2 separate regions of the Hordeum vulgare genome follow, and region 2 is linked to region 1. A link is a contact called in public Hi-C data. All regions are on one chromosome and are shown on one strand. The core of a region is the stretch at or near the end of the contact, and the rest is flanking DNA. Distances in the headings are between cores, read along the strand shown.

Evidence for each region. Hi-C and Micro-C count contacts between places; a contact is called where the count stands out from the background.
Region 2: a Hi-C map of leaf shows a contact between it and region 1, with 6 times the contacts expected there. The contact joins the promoter of LOC123426795 here to the promoter of LOC123426793 in region 1. A contact is called at or near these places in 3 of 6 Hi-C or Micro-C datasets (leaf, seedling and an unstated tissue) and 1 of 1 datasets of contacts at active chromatin or transcription factors (embryo).

What each region holds. Positions count from the first base shown.
Region 1 is chr2H:489,175,640-489,183,195 of MorexV3_pseudomolecules_assembly, forward strand. It overlaps LOC123426793 (auxin response factor 9), which reads right to left and starts at 2,613. Exons shown (of 14, transcript XM_045110682.1): 1 at 2,174-2,613; 2 at 1,322-1,437; 3 at 1,126-1,221; 4 at 943-999; 5 at 644-796; 6 at 476-560; 7 at 156-246; 8 at 1-37. The coding sequence starts at 2,222.
Region 2 is chr2H:489,506,120-489,513,675 of MorexV3_pseudomolecules_assembly, forward strand. LOC123426795 reads left to right here and starts at 3,919. Exons shown (of 5, transcript XM_045110684.1): 1 at 3,919-4,005; 2 at 4,591-5,517; 3 at 6,278-7,062; 4 at 7,330-7,556. The coding sequence starts at 6,416. It overlaps LOC123426794 (putative pentatricopeptide repeat-containing protein At5g08490), which reads left to right and starts at 664. Exons shown (of 3, transcript XM_045110683.1): 1 at 664-3,397; 2 at 3,399-3,635; 3 at 3,879-4,201. The coding sequence starts at 801. The coding sequence ends at 3,897.

The DNA.
Region 1 (7,556 bases), core at 1,363-3,862:
CCTCCTTACTCCAACCCGCAACTCGCCATTTTCACCTCTGCAAATGATACAAATATTACTTATTACCATTCACCAGAATTAAGCCGAGACAGGAGAGGTGCAAATGTATAAAAAATAGCCTCCACGTGACAAGATTACAGTACTGTATTGTGTACCTCAGAAAGATAAATGCATCACCAGCAACCAATCTTTTTGAGCTAACAAAGACACTCCAGCCAGTTGTAAGTAGATGTCGCCTAGGTTGTCCTGAAACACAAAACAACCGGAAGGCGTGAGATAGAACCAGACAGAGGGAGAAAGAGTTCACACATAGTCATGAAGTAACGGATCAGTATATGCTGCAAGTTTCTGCAGTGGTAAGAATTCAGCATTCAATTCTGACATGAAGTGCTACACCAAAACAATTAAACAATAAGAACACAGCGACAGGAATTTTATTGGGGCTTCAAGCTGAATGCTCAAATTGGAAACTCACCCCGAAATATGTGACGAAAATGCCACTCAGTTCCATGGAGATCTTTGGCTACCAGTTCTTGACATGGTGGATTCTGAGACATGTCCTGCAAAGCAACCCTACCATTCAATAAGCCAGAAGTTGTGTAGACATCAACTGGAGTAAAAGAAAAATGCTTCCAATGCTAACCAGCGGAGGAAGACACTCTTCAGCATGTCTCCTAAGAACAGAGAAACCTCCATGGGTACTCGTATCCGAAGCTGTCAGTGTCTTGCAAAAGGAATGTATGGTGCCTTTCTCGAGTTCTTGTGGCTCAGGACCCAAGCTTGTGAGCTCATCTTGCTAATTAAGGGGATTCAAACAGGGAAATTAATGAATGTACATGTAAACAGGAACATGAAACTGAACTAACAAAGTACATTGCAACATGCAAAAGGCATAATATAAGCCATTTGCATGTTAGCAATAGCTAAAACAGGAAGACTCACTTTAGCCTCTGGTTGCAGCATAATTTGAGCGTAAACTTCATCTGAATCAGCTTCCGTCTGCATTAACAAGTTCAGCCGGTTAGCAAAGAATAATATTTCTAGGCGCATAGACAGACCAACCATTTCCCAGACACTCCAAGAAAAGAAAAGATGTTGCAGCGGGCAGGTAAAAAAGACACTGACCCGGAGCTCTACGTTGACCACGCTGCATAGGATTTTGGATGGTAGGTTGAACATCGGCAGGTACTGGTCAAGCTGCTGGTTTGTAGATGCCTCAAGCTATACAGCAAATCATGATCAGTTTGAGAAAAATATTATATCTACCAAGAAGAATTGATCAAATGAGACAGGCAGAAAAGATATATAAACCGGTTTGTACCTGTTCCATATGACCCTGGGGAAAGTAATAGACTCGTTCGCCTTGTCTGGGTACCGTGATCAGGGGACCGGCACAAGCATGCCATAGCTCCCGGAATAGTGCATCGCTAAAGATTCCTACATGGAAGCAATTGATTTACAATATTAAGTCATCAGAGACGAAGGATACATGGTACGACACTATTTGCTTTCTAAATTTTCGATTGTCAAGATTTAATCATTTATCATGATTTTTTCTAATCATAGTTAGAAAGGTTCAAGCACAAAAATCTACCCAACTGAAGTGTCCGATAGTCCTATTTATCGGCAGTGCGGGGCAGCTTGGTGGGTTGGGTGGGTCAACACAAATCAAGCATATTAACAAAAATAGAAAATACTAAGTCGCAAGAATATCCATACTTTTCCAATTGGATGGATCGCGCCTCTGAAGAAGAAAAAAGGAAGCGAATCACAATTCACATCACAGGCATCGGCATGAGAGAGCAACCCATCACTCCGTAAGGTGCGGTACTAAACAATACAGAAAATTGCGCAAACACCGTGATTACTTTGAATAGAGGGCGATTTACCCGGATCAACAGGAGCGATTGCAGCCAAAATACTGGGAACAAAATGGACAGGCTGGCATGCAATACGGTTTATTTATCGGCATCGGCTCAACTCAAGTTAGTTGAGGCTTGGCTAAATTTTCTACACAAACAGTCAACTAGCCGAGTCCACTTAATCAGCTACCGTCTCTCAGTACGGGCGAAGCCTAACTTACCACGAGAGAGAAACCGGACCAACTTTTTACCGAAGCAGTTCCCGGAAAGGCAGGACGGAAACTGCGACAAGAGAGGGCGGCGAATCGAACCTGGGGCACCGGCCGCGGAAGGATTCGGCATGTGCATCGCCGCAGCCATCGCTGCGGAGCCAAACGGTGGGAGAATTCTCGGTGAGCGACGAGACCAGGAGCTCCTCGCGATGCGCTAGAGTGGACGCGGCGGCCGGCTCAGCTCCATGGATCTGCCCTCGCAGGCCTTGCTTGCGGCCGGGCCGGAATCGAGGAATTGCCGCGAATTGGGCGGCGCGGCCGTGGACGGGGGACGAGGCCGGGGGCGCGGTCGGATCCGGGTCACGTGGGGGCTGCTCTCGGGGGAGGGGAAGGGGATCGGGGAGGAGGTGGCGTGTAGCGTGTGTGGTGAGGAGGAGGGAGGAAGGTGAGGTGTGTGGGTTGGCTTGGGATTTGGCTGCTCGTGACTGAGTCGACTGGTCTGCTCTCTGCTGGGCTGGGTTTTGACAGCGAGCGGCGGTCGCGGTCGCGGTCGAAGGAAGGGGGAGGAGAGGAGGGGAGGGGGAGCTGCACGAGGCCGAGGAGGCAGAGGGGACAGGCGGGTCACGGGTGGATGGGCAAGCGGTGCGGGTGGGTTGGGTTGGGTGGGTCGGCGGTGCGGATAGGATTTGCATTTGGGCGCCCGTGCTTTGGTTTCGCCGGAGGGGAGGGCCTCCCCTCCCCTGTTGTGCCCGTGTGTTCCTGTGGCCTTGGATGGATCTTGATGGCGACGGATCGGTGTCTGCTGCTGTAGAGGGTTGTTGGATCAGCCCAGCCGGCTCGCACGGCTTTCCCGTTACGGTACCCACGCCACACGAGGAACACGCCCTGTTGGAGGGGAGGAGCCATGCCACGGCACGGCACGGATCCGAACCACAGTGGCACCGGGCCCACCCGCCATTCATACAGTGGCCGTCTCTCGCGCGTACGCTGCTCCGCCCCGGCCGCGCGAATCTTTCGTGATGGCCGCAGCGTACTCCGCCGCGTCGTGTCGTCACGCTCGCTCCCTCGCTCACTGCCAGTGCCACTGCCGCCCGCACGGCCCGGGGATCCTCTGCTCCACGCCGACACTTCCTCTCCCTACCTTCTTTTTTTGGCTCGCTCGGCTTGACCGGCCAAAATGCGGTGCGTACTCCGACCGACGTGAGGTCTCCGGCGCCAGCCACGGCGTAGTAGCAGCTGCCTGGAGTAGTATAGCCCATTAGCATGTCCCTCACCGACCCGGCATGCAACCGCACCCACCACGGAGCCAGTCATGTCGCGGCAACTAAAGCAGAGGGGCAGGCGGCCACCTTACGTACGCCTCCTCCTTTTCTGTACGTAGCCCCGAGCAAGCAAGCTGTCACAGCAAGGGCGCGCGTGCAGCCAGCCACCCATGTGGGAATGCGATGGCGCATGTGACACCACACCACCGAGCGGCTGCAATTGCATCGCGAGGTCCAGCAACGCGGCTGCCTGGACCAGTGCACTGCTGTGCTCGCTCGAGCTCGAGCTCGACTCCATCCATCCATCCATCCATCCGCGGGAGGCAGCGCCGTTGACGCGTGGACGCGATGAGTGGAGTGGAGTGGAGTGGAGAATCCAAGAGAAATGAATGAATGAATGAATGGTTTCCTTCTTTCATCTCATGTGTTTTAATTCAATTCCACACTGGTAGTAGTGCTGGTACGTAGTGGTAGTGTAGTCTGGTGTGCTGCCGAATTCAGTGCAGCACAGTGCCAAGTTGGTGGCGTGGACTGTTGCAACCAGCAGCATCTGCCCTTCCCTACTCCAGTATGTTGGAAAATGAGGCGCCTTGTGTTGACCCGGTAAATTTGCCCGTGGAATACGCTTTGCTCGTACTACTACTATAGCTGGACGGAAATATCAGTAGGGACTAGTGATGTTTCCCGGCAGCAAAATGGACGAGAAGATGGGTGTGGAAAAACCAAGTGACATGACAAAGGGACGCCAACGAGGGGGGAAGAGAAGACGACGACGGAGCCAGAGGGTAGTGGGCGCGTCGTTGTCCGTCGAATCCCACGCACGGTCTGTCTCTCGGTGTTTTGTGTACGTCTCGTCCCCTCGATTCTCACTGATCCGGGATTGAATTGAAAGGAAAAAACAAAAAAGCGAGAGCGACCTTTGGTTTGGTAGCTGCCTCCCTGCCGGACCATACATGGCATTGGCAAGGGCATAGGGGGCCTGGACTAGTTCCCGGAAACTCCGAATACATTCTTTCTTTTCTTTTCTAGCTTGGCTCTCCTCTCCAGTGACTTCATTTGACCGTTCGCCGGGCAATTTAAGACGGCACGATTGTGACTTATGGCCCGATCGGGCACGTTGATTTGATCGCGTGAGCGGACAAACCGACGATGCCACGAATGAAAACAACCCATGTCCCCTTAGAAAAAAAAACATTGATATGACCATGATGGTCTTGGTTAATTGTAACTTTTTGAAATTTCGTAGGATCTTTTAGAGCAACTGCAATGGGGCGTCTCATGTCGTCCGTCGCCGTCCGTTTGGGTCAATGCGGACATAAAAGGCGGTCCAACGCGCCGATCTAAACGAACGTGCGTCCGGTTTTCGTCCGCGGGCGATCCATTTCCAGCTTATTTTTTAGCCGAATTTGTGTCGGGGCGGACACACGACGGACGCGCGCACGCTCGTCTTTTCCTCCCCGGGCCCGCTGGTCGGTGGCACATTGGCCTCCCCCCATCCAACCCTCGCCCGCCTCCTTCGTCGCCGACGCCGCCGCCCATTTTTTCGGCGATTCTGCCAGCTGTCGGCGCTTCCACATCCGCCCACTCCCACGTCGCCCGTCTCCGCCATCTTGCCGCCGGGGAGCCGACTGCTTCCCACTCCACCACCACCACCACAACAACAACCGCCACGACCAAGAAGATGCCTCGCCACCCGGCCAGATCCTCACCGGCACGCTCGTCGGACGCCGGCATGGCAGCTAGTTGGTCCGTACGCGCCGCAACTCCCTTCGACAGTCGTCTCCTTCGTCGACGCCCGCAAGTTGTTCGATAGTTTGCCAAGGTACAAAATGGACTCCGTCGAGGAGTTCTTTTTTCGCAATTTCCTTTGCAACTCCGACAATTCGTCGTCCGATGACGAGGAGGAGGTATTGGCTGCCGTGTTGGTCCATCACCACCTCAACAGCCAGCGGCCTTTGTTCCGTGGCTCCATTCTGGGCCACCTTCCGACGTTGAATCGCAACCGAGAGAGCGGGCATTTCCTTCTTTGGAAGGACTACTTTGATACAACAAACCCGTTGTTCAAACATCAAAAATTATGCCGTCGTTTTTGTATGAGTAGGCATCTTTTCAACTGTATTAGAGAGGGGGTGGTCGGCTATGATGACTATTTCGAGTGCAAAGAGGATAGCGTTGGCAAGATAGGTTTTTCCTCTTATCAGAAATGCACTGTCGTCATCTGAATGCTTGCATACGAAGTGCACGGTGATCTCATTGACGAGTACGTCCGTATGAGCGAGTCTCCTTGCCTAGAGTCTCTGTATAGGTTCTGCAAGGCCGTTATTGCTGTGTTTGGCCCTGAGTACTTGAGAGAGCGGACTACTGAAGATAAAGCATGTTTGTTGACGATGAATGCCAAGAGGGGCTTCCAAGGAATGCTTGGTAGCATGGACTGCATGCACTGTGAGTGGAAAAACTGTCCTTCTGCTTGACAAGGGCAGTATAAGGGCCATGTCAAGGCTTGCACTGTCATACTAGAGGCCGTGGCGTGTGAAGATCTCTAGATCTGGCACTCTTTCTTTGCCGTGGCCGGATCACACAATGATATTGTTGGAATTATGCCCTAGAGGCAATAATAAATATAGTTGTTATTATAATTCCTGTATCAAGATAATCGTTTATTATCCATGCTATAATTGTACTGAATGAAGACTCATTTACATGTGTGGATACATAGACAAAACACTATCCCTAGCAAGCCTCTAGTTGGCTAGCCAGTTGATCAAAGATAGTCAGTGTCTTCTGATTATGAACAAGGTGTTGTTGCTTGATAACTGGATCACGTCATTAGGAGAATCACGTGATGGACTAGACCCAAACTAATAGACGTAGCATGTTGATCGTGTCATTTTGTTGCTACTGTTTTCTGCGTGTCAAGTATTTGTTCCTATGACCATGAGATCATATAACTCACTGACACCGGAGGAATACTTTGTGTGTATCAAACGTCGCAACGTAACTCGGTGACTATAAAGATGCTCTACAGGTATCTCCGAAGGTGTTAGTTGAGTTAGTATGGATCAAGACTGGGATTTGTCACTCCGTGTGACGGAGAGGTATCTCGGAGCCCACTCGGTAATACAACATCACACACAAGCCTTGCAAGCAATGTGACTTAGTGTAAGTTGCGGGATCTTGTATTACGGAACGAGTAAAGAGACTTGCCGGTAAACGAGATTGAAATAGGTATGCGGATACTAACGATCGAACTCGGGCAAGTAACATACCGAAGGACAAAGGGAATGACATACGGGATTATATGAATCCTTGGCACTGAGGTTCAAACGATAAGATCTTCGTAGAATATGTAGGATCCAATATGGGCATCCAGGTCCCGCTATTGGATATTGACCGAGGAGTCTCTCGGGTCATGTCTACATAGTTCTCGAACCCGCAGGGTCTGCACACTTAAGGTTCGACGTTGTTTTATGCGTATTTGAGTTATATGGTTGGTTACCGAATGTTGTTCGGAGTCCCGGATGAGATCACGGACGTCACGAGGGTTTCCGGAATGGTCCGGAAACGAAGATTGATATATAGGATGACCTCATTTGATTACCGGAAGGTTTTGGGAGTTACCGGGAATGTACCGGGAATGACGAATGGGTTCTGGGAGTTCACCGGGGGGGCAACCCACCCCGGGGAAGCCCATAGGCCTTGAGGGTGGCGCACCAGCCCTTAGTGGGCTGGTAGGACAGCCCAAAAGGGGCCCTATGCGCATGGGAAGAAAAATCAAAGAGAAAGAAAAAAAAGAAGGTGGGAAGGGAAGGAAGGACTCCCACCCACCAAACCAAGTCCAACTCGGTTTGGGGGGGGAGACCTTCCCCCCTTGGCTCGGCCGACCCCTTGAGCCCCAAGGCAAGGTCCCCTCCCTCCGACCTATATATACGGAGGTTTTAGGGCTGATTTGAGATGACTTTTCCACGGCAGCCCGACCACATACCTCCACGGTTTTTCCTCTAGATCGCGTTTCTGCGGAGCTCGGGCGGAGCCCTGCTGAGACAAGGTCATCACCAACCTCCGAAGCGTCGTCACGCTGCCGGAGAACTCTTCTACCTCTCCATCTCTCTTGCTGGATCAAGAAGGCCGAGATCATCGTCGAGCTGTACGTGTGCTGAACGCGGAGGTGCCCTCCGTTCGGTACTAGATCGTGGGACTGATCGCGGGATTGTTCGCGGGGC
Region 2 (7,556 bases), core at 2,669-5,168, 330 kb after region 1:
AAATATTACCTTCTACCAGCCGATCGCGCGTGCTCGTCCGTCGGCTTCGTGGCCGTCCGATCGTGTGGCTCATCTGGCTGGGAGGGCGAGCGGCTGGATTTAAGTTTTTCCTGACACATAAATTCCTGAAACAACAAACCAGTTTCAAAAACAACGGCCGCATTCTAAAAATAATTTCTGAAATAACGGACGCGTTACATAAACAATTACTAAAACAATGATGATGTTGCATAAACAACGACCATGTTGCAGAAAATTATATTGCAAAAATTACGGCATGTTGTAAAAATTACGACATATTTTGGTCAATGTTACAAAAATTACGGCATATTGCAAAAATTATGACATCTTCTCATCCATATTAGAAAAATTATGACATGTTATAAAAATTACGACATGTGATCGAACGGCTGCGGATGGCTGCACACGAAGATATGACGGTTATCTTGATGACGAATGTACATATCAATAGGTAGATCGGATGGCTGCAAGCGCGTCATTCGGGTGGTGGCGGATGTTTAATACTGATCCCGCCTAGCAGCCCCAATTTGCCATAAAAATCGTTAGTCTGAGTTCGATTTGTTTGGGTCAAAATAGCCCGTTATGATGATTGGAGATGCTCCGTAACGCTAGGCTCATCCCCTCTCAGGCCCATCATTTCCTCCCTTTGCCAGAGCGCGCGGCTGCGGCCCGCGCCGTGCCCACCTACGTCGCCGCGCCGCAGCAAACGTGCGAAGGCCTCCCATGCCCACGCCGGCACCGCGGCACGCCATTCTCCACACTGGACCTTCCGCTGAGCTATGCTCCTCCTCACAAGGCTGGCCAAACGCGGATGCTGCTCTCCGACGACCTCCCCGCGTGTCGCTCATGCCGCTCTCGGCTGGAACCGGTTTTTCCACACCGGCGACGCGCACAATGTGTTCGGCGCGATGCCTGCACCGGACCACAGGCAGTGCAGTGCGCTGCTCAGGTCGCGCACCGCGAGCGGGGATCACCACGGGTCCGTCTGTCTCGTCCGCGGGATACTCGGGCGGGGCCTCCGGCCCGACAGGCTCGCGTTTGCTGCGGCGATCAAGTCGGCGTCGGCGCTCCCCGACGGCGGCGCCCTGGGGAGGTGCCTCCACGGGTTTGTTGTCAGGCTCGGGAACGCTGCGGGCGTGGCGGTGGCGAAGGCGATCATGGACATGTACGGGAGGTGTGGGGCTCTCACGGACGCCCGCCTGGTGTTTGATGAAATGGGCTGCCCTGACGCGGTATGTTGGAACATCCTGATCACTGGGTCCTCCCGGGCTGGGTTTTTTGACGACGTATTTGCCTTGTTCCGGTCGATGCTTGCGTGTGGTGTAGATGAGAGCATGCCAACTGCGGTCACCGTGGCTGTCGTCATTCCGGTATGTGCAAAGTTGAGAGATTTGACGGCTGGGAGGAGTGTCCATGGCTATGCCGTCAAGACTGGGTTGGAATCTGATACTTTGTGTGGGAATGCATTGGTGTCCATGTATGCAAAATGTGGCGCAGGTGGAATCACGGATGATGTGCATAGAGCCTTTTCTTCAATTCATTGCAAGGACGTTGTTTCGTGGAATTCGATCATCGCAGGATACTCCGAGAATGGGTTGTTCGAAGAAGCACTTGTACGATTTGGTCAGATGATCTCTGAGGGATGTCTTCCGAATTATTCAACAGTAGCTAACATTCTTCCTGTATGCTCGTTCATGGAGTATGGGAGGAACTATGGCAAAGAAGTGCATGGTTTCGTGTTCCGGTTTGGCTTATATATGGACATATCTGTTTGTAACGCGCTGATGACTCATTACTCCAAGTTGTGTGAAATGGGGGTTGTGGAATCAATATTCAGAAGTATGAATTCGAGAGATATTGTTACATGGAACACAATAATTGCTGGATATGTGATGAACGGGTGCCACTCTAGGGTGTTAGGCCTGTTCCATAGGCTTCTGTCTACAGGAATGACCCCTGATTCTGTTTCTTTCATTAGTCTGCTCACTGCTTGTGCTCAAGTAGGTGATGTGAAAGGTGGGATGGCGGTCCATGGTTATATTTATCGGCATCCAGTACATCGCCAGGACACATCCTTAATGAATGCTCTTATTAGTTTCTATAACCAGTGTGACAGATTTGATGATGCTATTCATTCTTTCGCTGATATTTTGGACAAGGATTCAGTATCATGGAATGCAATTCTATCAGGCTGTGCTAACAGAAAAGAACATATTGAGGAGTTCGCCGAACTCTTCTGTGAAATGTGCCGCAAGGTAACTCGTTGTGACCCAGTCACAATCTTAAATTTTATCCGCATGAGTACCTTCTGTGGTGCTAAGAGGGTTCGGGAAGCTCATGCATATTCCTTGCGAGTTGGTTACATTGGGGAAATATCAGTTGCAAATGCTATTCTAGATGCATATGCAAAGTGTGGTCAGCCGCAGGATGCAGATATACTTTTCAGAAACCTAGCCGGTCGGAACATTGTAACAGGCAATACTATGATTTCTTGCTACATGAAAAATAACAGTGTAGATCAAGCTGAGAGAATCTTCAACCAAATGCCTGAGAAAGATAGGACAACATGGAATCTCATGATCCAGTTGTATGCACGTAATAATATGTGTGATCAAGCTTTCAGTCTGTTTCATCAGTTGCAGTGTCCTGATACTGTTGGCATTACAAATATTCTCCTGGCTTGCATCCATTTGAGTTCGGTACAACTTGTGAAACAATGCCATAGCTACATGCTCAGAACATCCCTAGAAGACATCCATCTTGAAGGAGCACTTCTTGATGCATATTCAAAGTGCGGGAATATAACCAATGCATACAACCTATTTCGAGTTAGCCCTAACAAGGACCTGGTCACATTCACTGCCATGATAGGAGGCTATGCAATGCATGGAATGGCAGAAGAGGCAGTGGAGCTGTTTTCTGAAATGCTTACGCTTGACATTAAGCCAGACCATGTAGCTCTAACTGCTCTGCTGTCAGCCTGCAGTCATGCTGGGCTTGTTGATGCAGGAATCAAGGTTTTCAAATTTGCCAGAGATATTTACAGAGTTGAACCGACAGCAGAGCACTACACATGCATGGTTGACCTTCTTGCCCGCGGCGGGCGTCTCCAAGACGCATACAGTTTTGCATTGGATATGCCCCCTCACATGGTCAATGCAAATATATGGGGTTCTCTGTTAGGAGCATGCAAGGTCCATGGAGAGGTCAGAATCGGCCAGCTCGCAGCTGATCACTTGTTCTCCCTGGGGGTTGGGGACATTGGGAACTATATCATCGTGTCAAACATATATGCGGCTGATGAGAAATGGGATGGTGTGGAGCAAGTCAGGAAATTGATGAAGTCCAAGGCTATGAAGAAACCTGCAGGATGCAGCCAGGCACTTGTTTATAGCCAGTGATGTTAGGCACCAAGATGGTTATTTTACCTACGACATGGTTAGATTTTTGTATCAGCAAATCAAAGATGCACAAGCAGGCAAAGAACATTCAGTGACAAGTTTCAATATTAGTGCAATTGACCTGGTCACAGGATTGCAGAAACTTGAATTGGAGTTTTTCTTCTCAAACATTTCTTTGGAGATCTTCCCATCCATAGTATTTATCCTTCTGAGGTATGCAAATACGAAATTACCTAACCACATTACTTGCTTGCATTTTGGTCATTTGCGCTACCATACCGCTTTTGTAAACAAAATGGCATGCTGCCAGACGTGTCCAAGAAAGCATTACTAGATTGAATTTTGTGCACTCACATTTGTCTCCTGACATCCGGCCTGGTTGAACTGTGGATGAACTTGATAACTTTGTATCAATTTCTTCTTATGTTTATGCTAACAAATTCATCCTATTGGCAGAGTTGAGACAAATAAGTAACATGGCTACGGGCCATGACATGCATCTTGGAGTTGAAGCAAGCATCAAATATATCATGTGCCACTTCCATTGGAATTTTCTTAGGCTTTCTACCCAGTACCAATCAAGGTTCAGTCACATCTCATTTTTCATGCCTTACATCACAACAATGTTGTTTGTTTCTGACATTTTGTTGTCTTGTTAATGTTGTATTATGACCCTGAACTACAAAATATGGTTGCTGCTGATTAATTTTACCTCCAGAGGAAAAAGTATTGCTTGTTTTGCTTTGGGTGAGACTTGCAAGAAAGCATTCTTTTTCATATGGGCTGCTGTAACCTTATCCTTAATACTCCCTCCGTCCCGAATTTCTTGTCGGAGAAATGGATGCATCTAGATGTATTTTAGTTTTAAGTACATCCATTTTTATCCATTTCCGCGACAAGTAATTACGGACGGAGGGAGTACTTGTACCTAAATCCTGCATGTATGCCTTACAATTTACCTTTCTGACGATCCTTCCTCTGGTAAACTAGTAAAACTATAATGGCAATCATAGTGGGCAATGGAATTGTTTGCTTTATAAAGTTGTATCAGCATGCACTTTCTGGCTGTCTGGCACGGCTCTTGTCTTAAGAACAGGAGTCGAGATTTGATTAATGAAAGGTGCCCAATGCGACTCCTGAAAGAAGTTTTTTTCTTCTTTTTTTGCAGAAGGACTCCTGAAAGAAGTTGGAACTAATAAACTTAACTCCTTGATGGCAGGTTCACTACTCTGGAGATCTTGGTGACAGTTGCTGACTCACTGGAATTAGGAATTTCAGCAATGTCATTTTTTTTCGGGAAATCTGATTGGAGGTCTGTTAACAGCGTCAACCTGGCCGATGAAGCAACATAAGTAGCTGGAGTGAGGGTGAGAACTCTCATCCAGCTCGCTTGTTGTACTAGGCTGCGGCAGTGCGGCGGGTCGAGATCGTCTGTAGTAGTGCATGGTGCACTAGTGCAGATGACGTGTGGGGTCGGGTCCACTGCACCCACGCCTCTTTGACAATGCAAAGCTCTTTCCGCTGATCTGCTCTTCTGCAGGTACACCATCTTTCTGCTGATCTGCAGATGACGTGTGGCTAATGAAAAAAAAAAAGGACTGCATACACACGCTGCATTCCCAGCCCGTCACGGCCCAGAAGACCTAGGCCCAACCGCGTTTCTGTAGTCAACTCCTTGCCGGGAACGGAAACGCGTACCAAGTCCAGCACGAACTTTCCTTGCCATGGCACGCGCTTTTTACCTCCACCGTCCGAATCGGAAAGAGGACACATCACCACCTACCCTGGCCTGGCCATATATAATGACGGCCTTCCCCTCCCCGCCCACGAGTTTGTTTGTTACCCTTCGCGACCTCGCGGACAGCAGCAGCAGAAGAAAAAAAAGAGATTCCCCCCGCGTTCGCTCTCCGGAATCCTCCCGCCGCCGCCGCCGCAGTTTATGGATTTCGGAAGGAACGCTGCAGCCCGGACTTGTGAAGCGAAGAGCAGCGTCTCCCCCCGCCCCTCCGGTCTGCCCTTCTCACCGGCGCCCTCCACGCCGTGGTTCCGTGAGCTCTGGGTCAACGCCCCCAAATAACAACACCCTTTTGCAGAGGTACGTACGTACGTGCGCCAGCTGGTCTATCTGAATAGTGAATAGCGAGTAGAGATCACGGGGGAAGCTTTAGGCTGCGTGCGGCTGGAGCTTGCGGGGTGGGTTGCCTGTGTTATCAATCTATGCGAATTTCTATTGGATAGCTGTTAAATTTGTGAGGGCTTGTGTCTGGGGGAAGCGAAAGAGGGTTGGACTACCAGAAAAGAAGATTCAGTAAAGGATGGCAGTTTTAGTTTGCAAGCAAGGCAAATCCTGGCGAAAAACTGAACGGAAACGGAGTTGCCCTGCTTGCTAACTGAATTTGACAATCAGTAGTACCAGCTGTGTCAAAGAAAATAACCTCAAGGCTATATTTTAAACAGGACACTGGTTTGTACGGTGCAGTGTGACAGTTTGTACCTTAAACGGTTACTAGAAACAAACATACACAATCATAGGTCTATTTGGAACTTATAAAATCATAGGGCTTACTGTTAGACATTCAAGTCAATTAGTCAAAGGTCCACTTATTTGTATTGTAACTTTTTTCTGTAACTCATGCAAAGACTCGTTGGTACTAATAAGGTTTAATGTGACAAACATGTTAAGTTAAACAGAACCTTGTTATAAAAAGGCAAAAAAAATGGTGTCGAATGTGTAGATCTTGAACTTATTTATTTACTGTTAATGATATGTTGTGTTCCAAGTTTTGCCACTTTTGAACGTTTTATTACAAGGTTGTATTAGATGAAGTGGGTTGACATCTTTGCCCACGTTCTAGGTGGAAATTGGTGGATTTCTTGATTGGTTGAAGGAAGTAAAACGAAGGGGACCCACTACCCAGCATCCTTCCGGCGAGCGTTGGGGTCTTATCTATTTAAGCTAAAACAAGGCCATTCATTGGCTGTCAACTGTAAACATGTATAGACCGAAGATCCCCAATTCGGGGTGGGCTGCTTTCGATCGCAGGTTGCGTGGCACAGCTGATGGAAGGGATGATGTTGATGTCAACTCATTTCCTGCTCTCTCGGGGTCTAGAGGCTTCAGTTCTGCCAGCAGCTCAGCTATAGAAAATAATAATATTCCAAAGGCAAAGCCTTTTGCATCAGTGATTCGCCCCCCTGTTGAATTTGCAGTTGTTGGTAAGGAAAACGGAAATAAGCATTTGACTGATCACACGGTGCGAACAAATTTTGGTGTAAACTCTTCATCTGATAACAAAATTAAGCTCCTGAAGGATGCTCATAGTTGGGCTGACAGTAACTTAATTGAGGACATATTGGCTGGCGTGGATAATGATGTTGGCCAAGCATCTGTTTTGCTGAAATCCATGGTCGCTCCTGACTTTCTGCCAAAGGAGAGTAGAACAACTGTTCAACCAGCTTTTGAGATGAATAAAGCACATGGTTCAGTGTCAGGATACGCTATAGCAGAGAATAAACATTCAAATGAATCACAATTGTTGCCACTGCAAATGAATGTAATCTCTATACCCCAGGAACCTGAATTAGAAGAGTTTGATGATGATTACTTAAACCACCGGAAAGATGCATTGAAGATGATGAGGTATATTCCAAATCCTTGTTTATGTTATGGGTTTCACTAGCTTATGCATACCAAAGTAGGCTGCATTCATGCAAACCCAGACAAATGTAGGTTGAATAAGTGCAAACTTTTGTAGCAACATACTTCTGTAACTCATATCTTGCATGAGCATGATGGTCAGAATTTGAGAGACAGGATTAGCTAACTTTGACCCCTTGAATGTGCTCCACTCTCAAGGTTGAGTCTTTTCATGCGAAACTGACCCATTGTGTTTCCTTTTGGTCATAGGGCTGCCACAAAGCATTCTCAGGCTGCCAGCAATGCATTCTTCAGAGGGGACCATGCTGCTGCCAAGGAACTCTCCCTCAGAGCTCAAGAAGAGCGGTCGGCTGCTGAAAAGTTAAATAATAACGCAGCAGAAGAAATATTTCACCTCAGGAACAGCAATAATAACATTTGGAAGATAGACATGCATGGTCTACATGCATCAGAGGCGGTAACTGCATTGGAGAGGC